Linked DNA regions of Mus musculus: region 2 is linked to region 1. Evidence: chromatin contacts called from public Micro-C data. All regions are on one chromosome and are shown on one strand. Each heading gives the region's core, a stretch centred on a gene start, on an enhancer-like site or on the middle of the called end of the contact. The rest is flanking DNA. Distances are from core to core; before and after follow the strand shown.

Region 1 (7,366 bases), core at 4,310-6,809:
GTTTGTATGCATGTATGTACTTGCATGTGTACGTAAATGTGTGTGTGTGTGGTGTGTTTGCATGTACCCATCTGTGGCAACCAGAAGAAAACCCACAGAAGAAAACAATCATCCCCCAGAGTAAGCAGCTCACTGGGGAATTTGCACACATGGGTTTTGTGCTTCAACCCCACTGTCATCTCCTGTTCCTGTCCCTTCCTGCTAACAATCCCCTTCCTTTCCTCAAAGAGTCTCTCCTGATTTCATGTCAAATGTGTTCCCCTAGTCTCTGTTTCTTTTCTACTTTTACACCCCACCCCTTGAGACACACACACACACAAATTTAAATCTACATGCCACTGGGCAGCATTGGGCTATCTGGCCTTAGGGCTTTTCACTTCACAGTGGCTTCTTGTTTTATCCATCTCGTTGCAAAAGTCACATTATGAACCACGTGTGTCTATATCCATCCCTCTGTGGATGGACACTGCTGTCTGTGAACCACATGTGTCTCTCCACCCCCCTGTGGATGGACACTGGCTGGTTCCACCCTCCCAGCAGCAGATGAGGACGATGCTGTGGTCTGGGACTCACTTCATTCACCCTCGTTTCCCTGACTAGGATCCAGATCTCATTCCTGGTCCAGTGCATGTTTCATTTCTCAGTGTTGCACTGCTATAATGGAATCCTCCAGGTGCCACTCAAGAAAGGCCGGAAGTTGCTGGGCGTGGCGGCGCACGCTTTTAATCCCAGCACTTGGGAGGCAGAGGCAGGCGAATTTCTGAATTCAAGGCCAGCCTGGTCTAGAGTGAGTTCCAGGACAGCCAGTGCTACACAGAGAAACCCTGTCTCGAAAAAGTCAAAAACCAAAAACCAAAAACCAAAAAAAGAAAGAAAGAAAGAAAGAAAGAAAGAAAGAAAGAAAGGAAGAAAGAAAGGAAGGCAGGCCGGGAAGAATTGTTCTGCCCAGCTTGCATGGTCACCAGGACACTGAGGATCCATGACTCTTTCTGATCTTGAGGACTTTTCACACTCTTCAGGGGACTCATTCAAGAGTACAGGACAGAAATCCACAGTCTAAAGCCCAGAGTGGAGGCCAGGTTAGTTGGTCCTAACAGAACTCATCCCGGAGTCACAGATCCAGGTGTTTCCATTGAGATCCACTAATCTTGGGAGCCAGAAGAAATCCAAACAAGTGGGAGTCGTTGGTTGATTAAGTAGTTGGTGGTAAGCAAACAGACCTCAGTCTCTGTCTCTGGGATCTAACACCATTGCTTTACAGTGGGTGCTATACCACCCATAGCACACCCCAGATCTCAGGGGCAACGAGGAGCCTGACTTTATATTCCTTAACACTACAAAGATACTGGTCTCCATTATCTTCCCTGTCTTGTTGTGTTTTGTGTTTTGCTCTTTTTGGTCATCAAATATCTTTATCCTATTCAGTACACATTATTTAACTTTCATTTTTGGAAGAGAATCCCTGACTGAGATTTGCATAACATTTGCCTGGTCATTTCCATAGCTGTCAATCACTTCAAGGGAGCATTTACAAGTCAAATAAATTTAATTCTGTGAACCTGGCTGAGTGCTACTCCTTAATTTTTTTTTTTTTTTTTAAGACTGTAGAAACAGCTTGTGCTTTGGCAAGCATGAAATGGTGACCTGGTCTTGTTTCATCCTGACACTCCTCTGCTCCCCCTGAGCAGAGGAACAGAAGTTGCTCGTGGACCCTGGGTCGGGTAAGTGACCAGTCCAATCACACAGGCCCCAACAATTAACAGCACATCTCTGTCATTCTCTACAGGAGCAGAACATCAAGAGGCCACTTAGAAGAGGGTGAACTGACATTTTAACTTGATAGTTAGGGAGGCAGGAATTGTTAAGGCAAATTTCTGCCTGCAATTTACTGTATTAAAAGCTAAGGAGCCTGGTTCAATATCCCACCCTTAGACACTTTCCTTAGCCACGATCCTCCATTACGTTCTATGGTGATATCCCTAGGCATACTTCTTTGATGTTAGGTCTTGTCAACTTGACACAAACTAGAATCACCTGGGAAGAAGGAACCCCCAGATGAGGAACTGACCCTACCAGATTGGCTTGTGGGCGTGTCTGCGGGACATGTTATTGATTAGTGATTGATGTGGGAGAGCCCAGCCCACACTGGGCAGTACTATCCCTATGTAGGTGGTCCTGGGCTGTATAGCAAAGCAGAATCAACAAGCCATGGAAATGAAACCAGTAAGTGGCACTCCCCCGTGGCCTCTGCTTCTGATTCAGCACCCAGGTTCCTGCCTTGGGGTCCCTGGATGATAAACTGGAACCTGTAAGCCAAACAGACACTTTCCAAGTTCGGCCATGATACATTTATTGAAGCAACAGAAAACAAACCAGAATGCCTGTTTTCACTTGCTGTTCTTTCTCTCTTCTCTCTCTGAGGTATCAATAAAGACAATCGGCTTCTACCCTATTGTCCACCTCCCCTCCTCTCCTTCCCAGGCTTTCCTGACAGGTGTAACCTCTGTGGAGTCAGGAATGACCGTACCAGCTCTGCCATCCGCACAAGGTGTGGGGAAGGAGGTTGGTACCAGCTGTCCTCTACCCTTCCTGCTGCTTTAGTGATGGGGTGAGGCTGAGGACCAGCCTCTGCAGGGTCCGTGTAGCAGAGAAGGGGACCATCACAGAAGAGAAGGGCTTCCCGAGCCCCTGCAGCTCTGTGGCTTCATCTGAGTACTGATCTGCTCCTGTTACTTGCCTGTTACATTTCCCGCAGAAGGTCAGCCAGACGGCAACAGGCTTTCTGTCTGTTTTGTTCTCTGCAGCACATAGAGTGGCGTCTGACACACAGTAGGTGCTTCCAACTATCATTTGAATCAGTTAATGAATTTATTTGTTAACAACAACAACACTATGTGGCTGGAGAGATGGCTCCGTTAGTGCTGTGTTCAGCAGGAGGATATGAGTGTGATCTTTAGGTAAAATGCTGAGCGTGAAGGTGTATGCTATGGTTCCGGGGGCTCCAGAGGCGGGGACAGGCAGATCCCTGGGGCTCACCTGACACCCCAACCTAGCTGAAACTGTGTGCTCTAGGTTCAGCGAAAGAATCTGTCTCAGCACAGACAGGGCAGTCCTTGGGAATGGCGCCGGAGGCTGACCTCTGACCTCCACAGGTGTGCACACACACCTGTACACTCCGACCACAAATCCAAAGCTACGGCTCTTGGCTTTTATGGCCTCCCCCCCCCCCTTATTTAGTTTAGCTATTTATTTGTAGCTCTGCGATTCAGCTCTTGAGATAAATTCGCTGGGATCCTGGGATTTATTCTCTGCATTACAGTGTTCATCCCACTTCACTTTCGTTTAGAGATATGAAAATTGGCTGCAGCTAGCTCGTCCTCAATTCTTCTTTCAAGGCCATGCTCATCGCCATGCATCAGATTTAATGGAAACGCTAATAAAGGGATGGAAATGTCTCGGCTTATTTCATTACCATCGAAGCAACATAAAAGCCCGCACCTCCACGTAACTTAGATAACCCTGAAACTCTACCTCGGAGGCTTGTGTGGGAAACCTCGCCCCTCGGAGGCTTCCTGAGGGCTTCCTCTGAAGTCGAAGTTTGAAGAGAGCATCATTGCTTGACAATAAATATTTCCCAAGCAGTTTTTTGATGCCTGGCCTGGTCAACTTTTCCAAATATGAAGGCTTCATGCATTGCTTCTTACTCTCATTATTTTTTTAAACAGTGTCTTTTGTGTTTCAAGATGGCCTCAAAGTCACTATGCAGCCAAGAATAACCTTGAACTTCGGACCCTCCTGCCTCCACTCCCAAGTCCTGGGCCTATAGCTGTGCACCAACCACCACGCCTGGTTCCTGCAGGGTTGGGAATCACAGAATGAAGGACAGGCACTTTACACACTGAGCCTCACCCCAGGCCTCACTACTTTTAAAACTACTTTAAAAAAAAAAAGGTTTTTGTTTGTTTGGTCGATTGAGAAGTCAACTCTTCATGTCACCTTTTCAGCTTGGCTTTCCTGCCGATGTGTTTGCATGATTCATTGTGACTCCCATACAGGAGCACGCTTTATCATGTCTATTGGTGTTGGGGAGTTGGGACAACCCTACAGTCCTTAGCAATAGCTTCCCAGAGACTCACACCCCTGAGGCTGAAGTGTGGATGGAGCTGGCTGAGAAGGACACCCCTAAAGCTGAAGATAACATGCAGCCCTGCCGGCCCCGCTGGCCACAAGTTCCCTTTGGAGGAAGCAGGATGTAATTCCAGAGCCCAGTGACTGCAGACTGGAGTGCCTGGCCCCACCAGCCTTGGAGCCCCTGTGCTCTAAATCCCCATAAACTGATTACTTTGGTGTCTTTTCGAGTTTGGGGCTAATTTAATTGACTGCTGTGTGGAACCCCAGGAAAGAGGGTAAGAAAACCATTGAAGTCCTTACTGTTAAATAAAATCCACCGACAAATGTCGGCTGCTGAGGGCTTAGACAAACCTGGGTCACCAGCCAAGAGCTCACCCACAGCAATTGCACCCTTTGTCTGGCAGAAATCAGAAGTCCCAAGCTTCCCTGCTGGGCACCCCCTCCCCTTGTCTATGGCTCCAAGACACCCACACTGATTTTATTCTTAAAACAGCGTTTTGCAGCCTTCAGAAGTGTCATGCGTTCATATGTGGCTGCTCTTATTTGATCCGATCAATGCCATTGATTTCCCTTTAAATGCAAAGATTGCACAGTTCAGCTCTAATTGTGGATCTGGTGGGTTGCAAGGGCTGTCTCTGGGAGGCAGTTGTTTTAGTTTTCCTCTCACAAATCAGCCGTTATTGGTGAGCATGGGCTGGGCCTGACCTGCCTTTGTTAGCATTGTCCCTGTTTATGTAGGGCATGGCAGCCTCTGACCCCACAGGGGGCAATGCGCTTGTGCTGTGTGCACAATCAGCAGAAGGAGGCACATCAGCATTGACTATCCCGGTGAGGAGTTTGATTGAGTCCTAACTGAGGATTTCAGCAGGTTCAGCTAATTTGGCCTAGGGGATATTTTCCAATGGGTGTGGCCATATTTGTGTGTGTGTGTGCACGCGCCTGCGTGTGTGTTGTACAAACCTATGCCAGGGGCTAACCTCAGGCTCTACCTTGGCTGACTTTTAAGACAAAGTCTGTCACTGGCCTGGTCTGCAGTTCACCTATTAGCATAGGCTGGCTGACTATTAAGCCCCAAGCATCTGCTGGTCTCTCCACGCCCCTGGTGTGGGGATTACAAACAACATATAAACAAATGTAGCTGCCTTCCCTCAGGAATTAGGTTAAAGATGGGCAGTGGTTTGACAGGTGTGTGGGTTTACTAGCCCCTCCTTCCTCCTCCTTCTCTGCTTCCTCCTTATTTTGCCTTTTGATTATAACATTTTTGGGAAAAAATGTGCAGATCTGGAAATTATTATATTAAAAGAGGTAATCCAGGCCAGAGAAACAAATCCTAGGTGTCATTCTTGGAACCTAGCTTTTATTGTCATGCATGTGTGCCTGTGGCTGTAAGGAAAGGAATGCGGACCATGAGCAGGACGGGGTGGGGAGGGAGCTGGCGGCTGGTGGGCTGAGAAGAGAGAGAAGATGGTGAGTTCCTGTGCCCTGGAAGGGGGTGGAGTTGGGTGGAAGCAGCTCACAGGGGTTGGGGGTAAGGCTTTGGGGAGACAGAGAAGGGAGATCAAAACCAACAAAAATGGCTCAGTGAAACCTGATTCTTTGTTCGCTAATTATAAAACAGTAAAAACAGACAAAAAGGCAACCTTGTGTCCCAAGGCCCACTCCTCACAGCAGGGGTCCTATTTTACACTTTAGGATTAAAAGAGGCAGCTCAAAGAAAGCTGTAGAGCAGCCCAGCGCGCAGCGCAGCACAATCAGTCGAGAGAAATGTCAAGACAGGTGTCCCCAGAGACCTCCACCCTGTCCTCTCTCTTGGTTTTGCTTCTCAGATGGCTACTTCCCTGCCCACCTCCTTCCACAGGTGGAGTTGCTTTTATCATGTGAAGGGCCATGCCAGGTTTGGAGAGAGACTTTTGTTGTAAACACACTTGATAAGACATTTCCCCTAAACACACCCAAGAGCTCCAACAAAGAGCAAATCCCGTTTGTAGGATGTCTCTGGAGATGGGTCAGCAAAGTGACTTTTCTGTTCAGGAGATGGTGCTAAACTACTCACCTTTTGGGAGTCACACCGAGTTGGGCCCTTTCAGGGGACATGGTTTGAGTGCTGGCTTCTGGTCACCCTGCTCTCCAAGTGACCTGAGCTGTACTCTCCTGTATGAAGCACAAAGAAATCATGAGAAAAGTTCACTTTACCCTCCATTTTCTTTTTTTGAGAGGGTGAGAGCATACTCATGGATAGTGACGCTCTGAACGGAAAGTTTAACAGGTTGGTGAAGTAAAGGTTTGGTGGGCCCAAGGGCACCGAATGAATTAAGTGTTATGTCTTCCATGTCTTCGTGATTCAAACAGGCCTGGCAGGTGGTAGGTAATGGGGCCCAACAACTGGTGGTGAAGTAGAAGGGCCTTTGCCTGGCAAGATACATCAGTAAGCTTCGGACATAAGCCAGTGGGGAGCTGAAAAGATGTTCAGAGTGATATGGTTCAGAACCTCCTGGGGGGGGGGTGGAGGCACAGACCTAATAACCACACACAATCTGCTGTCATGGTGCTTTGCATGGGGACTGGGCAAACACAAGACACACCTGCTATATGGAAGCCACTATGGTGCTAGAGATCTATGAATGATGGAGTCACTGTGCGCCAGCTCCTCAGAGCTCAGCTCAGTGCAAAGGGATGAGGGCAGATGGTGGGAGGGAGGGATAAGGGCAGATGGTGGGAGGGAGGGCTGGGTTCTTTTAGCCAAGGCTAGTTCTTCCTAAGGAGTATGTGAAGAACTGGAAAGCTGAGCTTTTACATAGAAATTGAGCAGGAATGTTTCAGATTGTTAGATGACAGGATGGCAAAGGCATAGCTCTGCTCAGCAGACAGAACAGGGAAGAATGAAAAAAGCAAGCTGGGGACGTTGGCAGTACCCACATGGGTATTTGGTCCCTGCTGGATTGAAGTGTGGGAACGTGGAAAGCCGCTGGAGCAGTTGAACTGGAGTTAGAGCCGATGTCTGTGCCTGGAGGTAGCTAGCTCAGTTGGTAGAGTGCTTGCCTCCTGTGGGTAAAGCCCTGGGTTTGGTCTCCCTCACCACAGAAACAGTACATGGTAGTATGGTGATTGTAACCCCAGCATTCCGGAGGTAGAGGCAGGAGGATAGGAAGTTCAGGGCCATTCTTGGCTATGTTGTGAGTCTGAGGCTATCCTGTTTTGTATGAAGCTCTGTCTCAAAAATAAAAGCAACCATACA
Region 2 (7,355 bases), core at 742-3,241, 57 kb before region 1:
AACAAAACCCCAAGGCTTAGCTTGGATTCTTCATCTTGGCCAGAGGAGGCACTCTTACCCTTACAAGAGAAAAAGTCGAACCAAATTTCTTCTAGTGTCTGGTCTCAAACCCAGCCCTGGAGCCAGGGAGATGGCTCAGCCAATAAAAGCTCTTGCTCTGCAAGCACGAGGGTCTAGCAAATTCCCAGAACTCACATGAAAAGCCAAGTGTGGATGCACGTGCTTATGACACCAGCACCAGAGAAGGGGGAGACAGGAGGCTTGCTGAGGCTGGCTGACGGAGAGCCAGCTCCAAGGTCAGTGAGAGACCCTGTCCCAAGGGAGTAAGGTGTAAAACAATAGGCAATAGAGCAGGACCACGTGCACATACACGAGTGGACACACACACAACATGCACACACACATGCCCACACATACACATATGCACACACATGCATGTACACACACAATGGAACATGCACAGACATTCACATGTACACACATGCACACATATATACACATACATGCACACACATACACACATGCACACACATGCATGCACACACACAATAGAACATGCATAGACATATACATGTACACATACACACATGCACACACATACACACATGCACACACATGCATGCACACACACACAATAGAACATCCATAGACATATACATGTACACATACACACATGCACACACATGCATGCACACACAATAGAACATGCATAGACATATACATGTACACATACATACACACATACATATGTGCATATACATTTACACACACATACACATACATTTGCACACACATGCACACATATGTATACACACCCACACCCACACACACCACGGAAGTGCCACAGGCACTGCAATGACTAGTGATCAGTGTTTGAATAAGGACATCAGAAAAGGTCAGATGAGAAACTATATGAAGTTTACGGTGGTGTCAAGGTGGCACTCTCCTAAAGGCCTGGCAAGCTTTTCTGTTTTTTTTTTAGAGCTTCGATGAAAGATATGCAACATTGTTACAAATAGCATAGCCCCAGAGCCCCAGCAACTCACAAGCTGCACTGACTACCTCCCTCAACTGTGTTTCCAGACAGCACATCTTTATATCACTATAAGAAGTTGGGGCTAAGGATCAACCCTAGGGGCATCTTGTATCTTAATACTTGGAATTTCAGCATGAGCTTGCGGCACACATTCCCTTGGAGAACCTTAGGAGATCAGACTAAAGATGTAGGTCTGTCTGGATTCTGCAGAGGAAGAGCTCGAACGCCATTCCAAGAACGCACAGGACCATCTGGGAAGCTTAATCTGACCCAAGGACATGACTCAACCTCTAAACAATTTGCAACCAGTACGTACTAATCAGGAGGTCTGAGTGGCTGGTGGCTTCCACAGGGACGTTGTTTTGATTAGAGAATAGCTGCACTGTTCTCCTGCAGCTGAAGTCAAGAGAAGTCAACAAGGAATTTGGGAGTGTCCTGACCCCAAAGAATACTGAACCAGAAAGCCGGGGCCCTTAGTTTGGGTAGTATTGGCCACTCATTAAGGTCTTGGTCAGGTTCATGCAGCCAACTCCAAAGCCAAGCTCTGCTTCCCCGCTTCCCTTCCGTGGCTTCCGAAAAGGAAAATAAGTTGCCAGTCAGAGGCCAAGATGGCAGTGGAGTGCACAGGGGAGGAACATCAAAGAGGGAGAGGGTGCAGTACTCTCGGGGTGTGCATTTTAATTGTTACATTTAAGGGATACTGTTCACTATGATTGTTCCTGCCCCTGATTGGGATGGCTGCACAGCGTGAGAAGGCGAGCCCCAGTGGGTTCCGAGGCTCATCCTCTTGAGCAGAAGAAAAAAAAACAGGCGCCTCCTCCACACCCGCCCCGCCCAGGGCACAGAACTGCCCCCGGGCTTTTCTGGGCTCTCCAGGCTCGAGGGTTACGTGGGACAAGCTCCTGACCAGGCGCAGTTGGGGGACACTGGCTGGTCCTCTTAGCGTCAGATAGCAAACCGCGCAGATTCGCCGAGGTCCTTCCATCTCCACATCTGAGCTGGCAGCGCCACGTTCGGTTCAGAGAGTCTTGCGCAGGGCAGGGTGAGGGGACCCACAACTCCCTCTGCGGGTCCAGGTGGAGCTGGCGGCGAGCAGCCGCGGACCCCTGGCAGGTGCAGGCAGGTGAGCATCATCCTCTGGGTACACAAAGTGCGATTTCGGGGGGATCAAGTGACCTCAGACCTTGGCAGCCGGCAGCGCCGTGCGTCCCGCTCTGTCCGGGTGCGTTCAACGTCACACAGGCGCTGCTCCGCTGGGGTCAACGGACGCCTTTTCTGCTTTCCGGGGATCCACGGGATGAGCGGGCGAGCCAAAGCCATCTGCAGGCAGCACTCCTATAAATAGCGCGCGGGTGCCCTCTCGGCGCTGTCCCTCCGGCTGCACTGCACGCTGAGACACAAAGTTGTGCGCAGGGACGCGGGAACCCAGGGCAGTAGGCGCCCTGCACCTTAGAACTGCTTTTGGCGACGGGCACTCAGCTGCCGCCTACCTGCGTCGGAGTGACACCGGGCTTTGGGGGAATTTTTGACCAAGCGCAAGTGGAAGTCGCTAGCATCCTAGCCATGGACATAACCTGGCATTCTTCTCATCCCCGGAAACACCTCCTGCCTCTGTAATTTGTTCCTGCGCCAACCAGAGTCCCTCGGACAGGACCGACACCCGCACCGCTCGGCACTAGCCACCTTTGCTAGCGTTTACTCGCGGAGTCCCCTCTGTGTCTTCAGCTCTGTGCTTCACCAGGAGTGCTTGGGTTCGGGGTGAGAATTTATTTTGTTCTTTTGAGGTGTGACTGAGAGGGTCTGGAGACTTTTTAGATGTCAAGGGACAAGTGTGGGTGCCGTGGCCCCAGGCAAAACTGATTTGGGGGTGGAGGAGTTAGGGTAGGAGTTCTGCATGAGCTCCTTAAAGGACAAAGGTAACAGAGCCAGCCAGCCAGTTCGAAGGGAGACTTCAGTCCTGAGAATTGGTGGAAGTGCGCGCGCCGCTGCTGCCGCCGCCGCCGCTGTTCCTGCAGCGCTGTCGATCTAGCCACTGGCGTCTTCCCGAGCTCCCGGATCCCGGGGTAGCAGGCGCCGCCTGGGAGCAGAAGCGCCAGGCTGCCGCTTGCGCACGCGGCTCACCATGGGCTCCGCGCGCCGGGCGCTGTCCGTGGTACCAGCCGTTCTGCTGATTCTAGTGCTGCCTGTCTGGGCACAGAATGACACGGAACCGATCGTTCTGGAGGGCAAGTGTCTGGTGGTGTGCGACTCGAACCCAGCTACAGACTCCAAGGGATCATCATCTTCCCCTCTGGGGATATCGGTCCGGGCAGCAAACTCCAAGGTGGCTTTTTCGGCGGTTCGGAGCACCAACCACGAGCCATCTGAGATGAGCAACAAGACTCGCATCATTTACTTTGATCAGGTCAGACTCCCGAGGGATGCAGAGCGCATATGGGGATGGGTGGTCTCTGGGTATCGGGGGCTGCATGCCCAGATTCAGCTAATATGAATAGGATGTGGCGAGATCGTTTTATCAACTGACGGTATCAGTTTGAAACTCAGAGCTGCCTCCCTTCCCCAGCAACCACAGCCTCCATTCAGTCCCGTAGTCTTTGGCACAGGCCTGCGCGGTGGGTGGCTTGGGAGCGCAGAGGAAAGCACCTGGAGATACGACAAGTTTAACAGCAACAGGTCATCAGGGGCTGAAGGGAATACTGTCCCTGGATGCTGAGATCTATTGGTAGAGAAGTTGGGCCTCTGGCTCAGACTTATCAGCAGGTGCCCTGGAGGCGTTTCTGAGGGGGCCCTATTAGACAGTCTGAATTGTTTGACTTGTGTTTCCAGGTGGAGGCTCATCTCTCCACAAGGCTCTGGGGTTCCACAAGGTGCAGGGACCCTTCCAAGTAGACACAGATGATTAGGGGTGTGGTTCTGGGGGGGGGGGGGTCAGAGACCATCTCCAGATCTCTAGCTAGGGTGACTCCGCAGGGTCCAGGGTAGCTGGATTAACACCACCCTGCCTGGTAGAGATCAAAAGCCTTTCTCACTATTGCTCCACTCAGAAAAGTTGCCCAGGCAGGAGGAAAAAGGATGGAGTAATTGCATAGAGCTTGGGCAGGTAAGCGCTGGGGGCTGGGTTTCCCTTTCTGGTTCCCCCAGGGCATTGTAATTTGCTGAGAAAGCACAGATTTTGAGGTAGCAGCCAGGGGATGGGGCTGAAACTGATGAAAGCTGCAGCTTCTGCCCAGCTGCTCAGGGCTCTGTAGACAGGAGTGACGAGCAATCCCTGGGATTCAGCTTAGCAAAGCCCTGACTCCTGCATTTTGGTTCCAATCCCAACAGTACCAGGAGTCTGTCTTATGCCAAAGTCACACAGTTCACAGTTGTATGCCGAGTCCCGCAGGCGGGTTAAGCGGGGCTTCGGGACATGCCAGGAAAGACTCGGGGTGACGTTCGTGCTCTTGACTTAATTCTAAGTAAGACACTCGCCAGCTGGCTAGAGACAGAGATGTCTCCCTAGAGGCTTAGAATGGGATAGCTATAATTTTAAAAAAATGAATTAAGTAATCCCTTTAGAGATTTTGGTGCAGTGTTTAACAAAGTGATGGAGAGGGAGCCTAAGGCCAGCCTGGTCTGTGTTTTAGCGCATTATCTAAATGCTGAAGCCTCGTGGACATTGTGTTATCCTTGTCTGGGGCATTCTTTTCAATGTCCTTCCCACCAATTAGAACAGGAAAGGGGTTTTTCTTTTGTTCTGGGAGCCGTGCATCTTTGAGACAACAAGACACACTTAGTTATAAATCTTGACGTGCTTGGATGCTTCTATTACCCTGCAGAGTCCGCGGCTAGCTTCGTGTTTACTGATCAACAATAATTGGCACCTCTACTTTGTTAATAAAGGATGCCTCTTGTGTCCGAGTCTCCCAGTCTTGGCTAAGCACTTTACATTATTCTAACGTGCTTGGCAAAAAGATGTTTTGTCAGGCCATTGTGCACAGCTGGTGACGGGGCTTTAGAAAGTCCATCTGGTCACACGTCAGAGGGCAGAGAGCTGATACTTATGGTGAGAAGCTGGGATCTCACACCTCGCACAGATCTGTATTTCAAGGCAGGGCTGAGACCGGTGCATTTACCTAAGTGTTCTGACGTTCTGGCGTGCTGTAAAGAGGCAGGGTGCACTTTGAGGAAATGAAGCAGGAAGTACGAAATATGTTAATCTTGACAAGATGATGATGTTTGAGACAGATAACAGCAGACTGACTCTAATAAGCAGGAAATATATCTTTGGAGACACATCTGATTGTTATGGATTTATTTCTTGGTGAGACATGAAAGAAAGCTTCCTTGTTTTGTTTGGGCTCTTATGCTCTCCCAGGAAGGGACGTACCTCCGAGACACTGAGATTTGACTGAGAATGTACAGAAAATCAGAGTTAATGTCACAACCAGGCCACACACTGGAACACAAGGCACATTGTGGCTTTCTTAGAAACAACGGCTAACTTAACTTTTCACTTTAGACCCTTGAGCTTCAGATAGATTTCAGGTGGCTGATAGGAAGATAAAACAAGACACGGGAGAGCACGGAAAGGCCACCCGGTTTACTGTCCACATGTATGCCCTTCTCTTGGCACCCAGCCAGGGCTGATTCATTGCCAGTGTATGATATTAAGGCTTAGATGGCACATAAGCAAAAAAAAAAAAAAAAAAAGCCATCGGTCTGAGGACAGCTCTGGCAGAGGCTAGGGGAAGAACCTGGCTTTGCCATCTCTGTGGCCCCAACTTGTGGTGCCATGGACTAATGCCCCATGGTAGGGAGGATAACATGCCTCTGTGGTGTGTCCAGGGATTACTGCAGGATGCCGATTGGCTGGCTGGGTAACGTCCCTTCTGGACGTTGGGAAGGCGCATGGACTGTGGAGATGGAACCGAACAGCAGACATCTTCCCTCCGATTCTCAGTGAAAGCTAAGACAGACCTTCACATGGTACTCTGGTGATCCCAGACACCTCGGCCTGGAAACTGACACCTGAATGCAACACAGTCATTGTATTTATTTACCTTTTTCCCCTGTGCTATTTAAAAGGTAGAAGACGCTTCCAGTATGCACTTTTATTTCCAAGTCACTTAACAAGAAAGACATAGGATTAGCTGTTTTATTCTCTATTGTTTCTGAAGTTAGTTATTTAAAAAAAAAAAAAAAGGGAAGAAACAGGAGAGAGAAAAAAAAGAGAGAAGGGCCATATAAAGAAATGGGGAGGGGAGGAAGAAGAAGGGGAGGAGGGAGGGATTTATTGTACTCATGGGAGGAAACTACAATTTTCTGTTATTTGTTGCTTTTTATTGCAGATCCTGGTTAACGTGGGTAATTTTTTCACATTGGAATCTGTCTTTGTGGCACCGAGGAAAGGAATCTATAGTTTCAGTTTTCACGTAATTAAAGTCTACCAGAGCCAAACCATCCAGGTACATCCTCCCATTGAGTGCTCCTTGCCTCTGCAGGGTGTACTTGCATTGTAAAGATAGTTGTCTATCTTTTCTGTTTGTTTTCAAAGGCGTGTGATTTGCAATTTTTTTTCCTTTACAACATCCACTTGGGTGTGTGACAAAAGCGAGTAGAAAAATAAGCAACACAAGACAAAACAACAACAGCAACAACAAAACACAGTTTGGGAAAGTTTCACGACACAAATCTGTACAGGGGGTTGGTCTTTATCTCATGCTTGAACAAAAGTTACTCAAACTTATACGGAAAAAAAATCTTACAAAACTTTACAAATGAACATTAAATAAACAGAATAAGTACACTACCATCTAAAAATGGTGTGATGCAACAACAACAACAACAACAACACAGCTTGGCAACAACAAAGATTCCATGACAGGGATCTCTATGGAATATAGTACTTTTATCTCATGCCAAAATAAAAGTTACTCAGACTTATACAGAAAAAAAGTCTCGTAAAACTTTACAAATGAACGTTAAACAAACAAAACAGGCTTGCTATCATTTAAAAATTGTGGGTTGCAATTAACTATTGAAGCCACCAAACTACCAGGGAGCCAGCTACTTATGACGCTTTTGAGAAAGGCTGTGCGGAGCTTGGCGTGCTAGAGCTTATTTTTGGCTTCTACTTTTCTAGCAACTTCTCCCCAGTTGCATAGTTAGTGTAGTGCATGTTTATAGCGTTCTAGAATGTTACATTGAATACCTAGCATTTATATTATATTTTATGTCCCTATGATTAATAGATGGCACAGTCATCTGCCACTTTTATATCCCAGTGACTGGATCAACTGGCTGGCCTTAGGTTTCATCTACTCCATATTAATCCTAA

What was found. A called contact is a pair of places that touch in the nucleus more often than the background predicts.
Region 2: a contact with region 1 is called in a Micro-C map of embryonic stem cells, with 1.8 times the contacts expected there. The contact joins the promoter of Cbln4 here to the enhancer-like site in region 1. A contact is called at or near these places in 1 of 39 promoter capture datasets (the HPC-7 cell line), 4 of 484 Hi-C or Micro-C datasets (embryonic stem cells, nephron progenitors and trophoblast stem cells) and 3 of 9 other capture datasets (adipose tissue, liver and pancreatic islet).

What each region holds. Positions count from the first base shown.
Region 1 is chr2:171,984,469-171,991,834 of GRCm38.p6, reverse strand. No RefSeq gene overlaps it. Among named protein-coding and RNA genes, the nearest start is that of 1700028P15Rik, 25 kb to the right of the region's middle. Within about 2 kb of position 5,559, at least 20 of the 459 cell types and tissues checked have an H3K27ac peak or open chromatin away from gene starts, as enhancers often do. A contact at or near this core is called in embryonic stem cells, where this site is marked.
Region 2 is chr2:172,038,102-172,045,456 of GRCm38.p6, reverse strand. Cbln4 (cerebellin 4 precursor protein) reads left to right here and starts at 1,991. Exons shown (of 3, transcript NM_175631.3): 1 at 1,991-3,440; 2 at 6,367-6,483. The coding sequence starts at 3,159.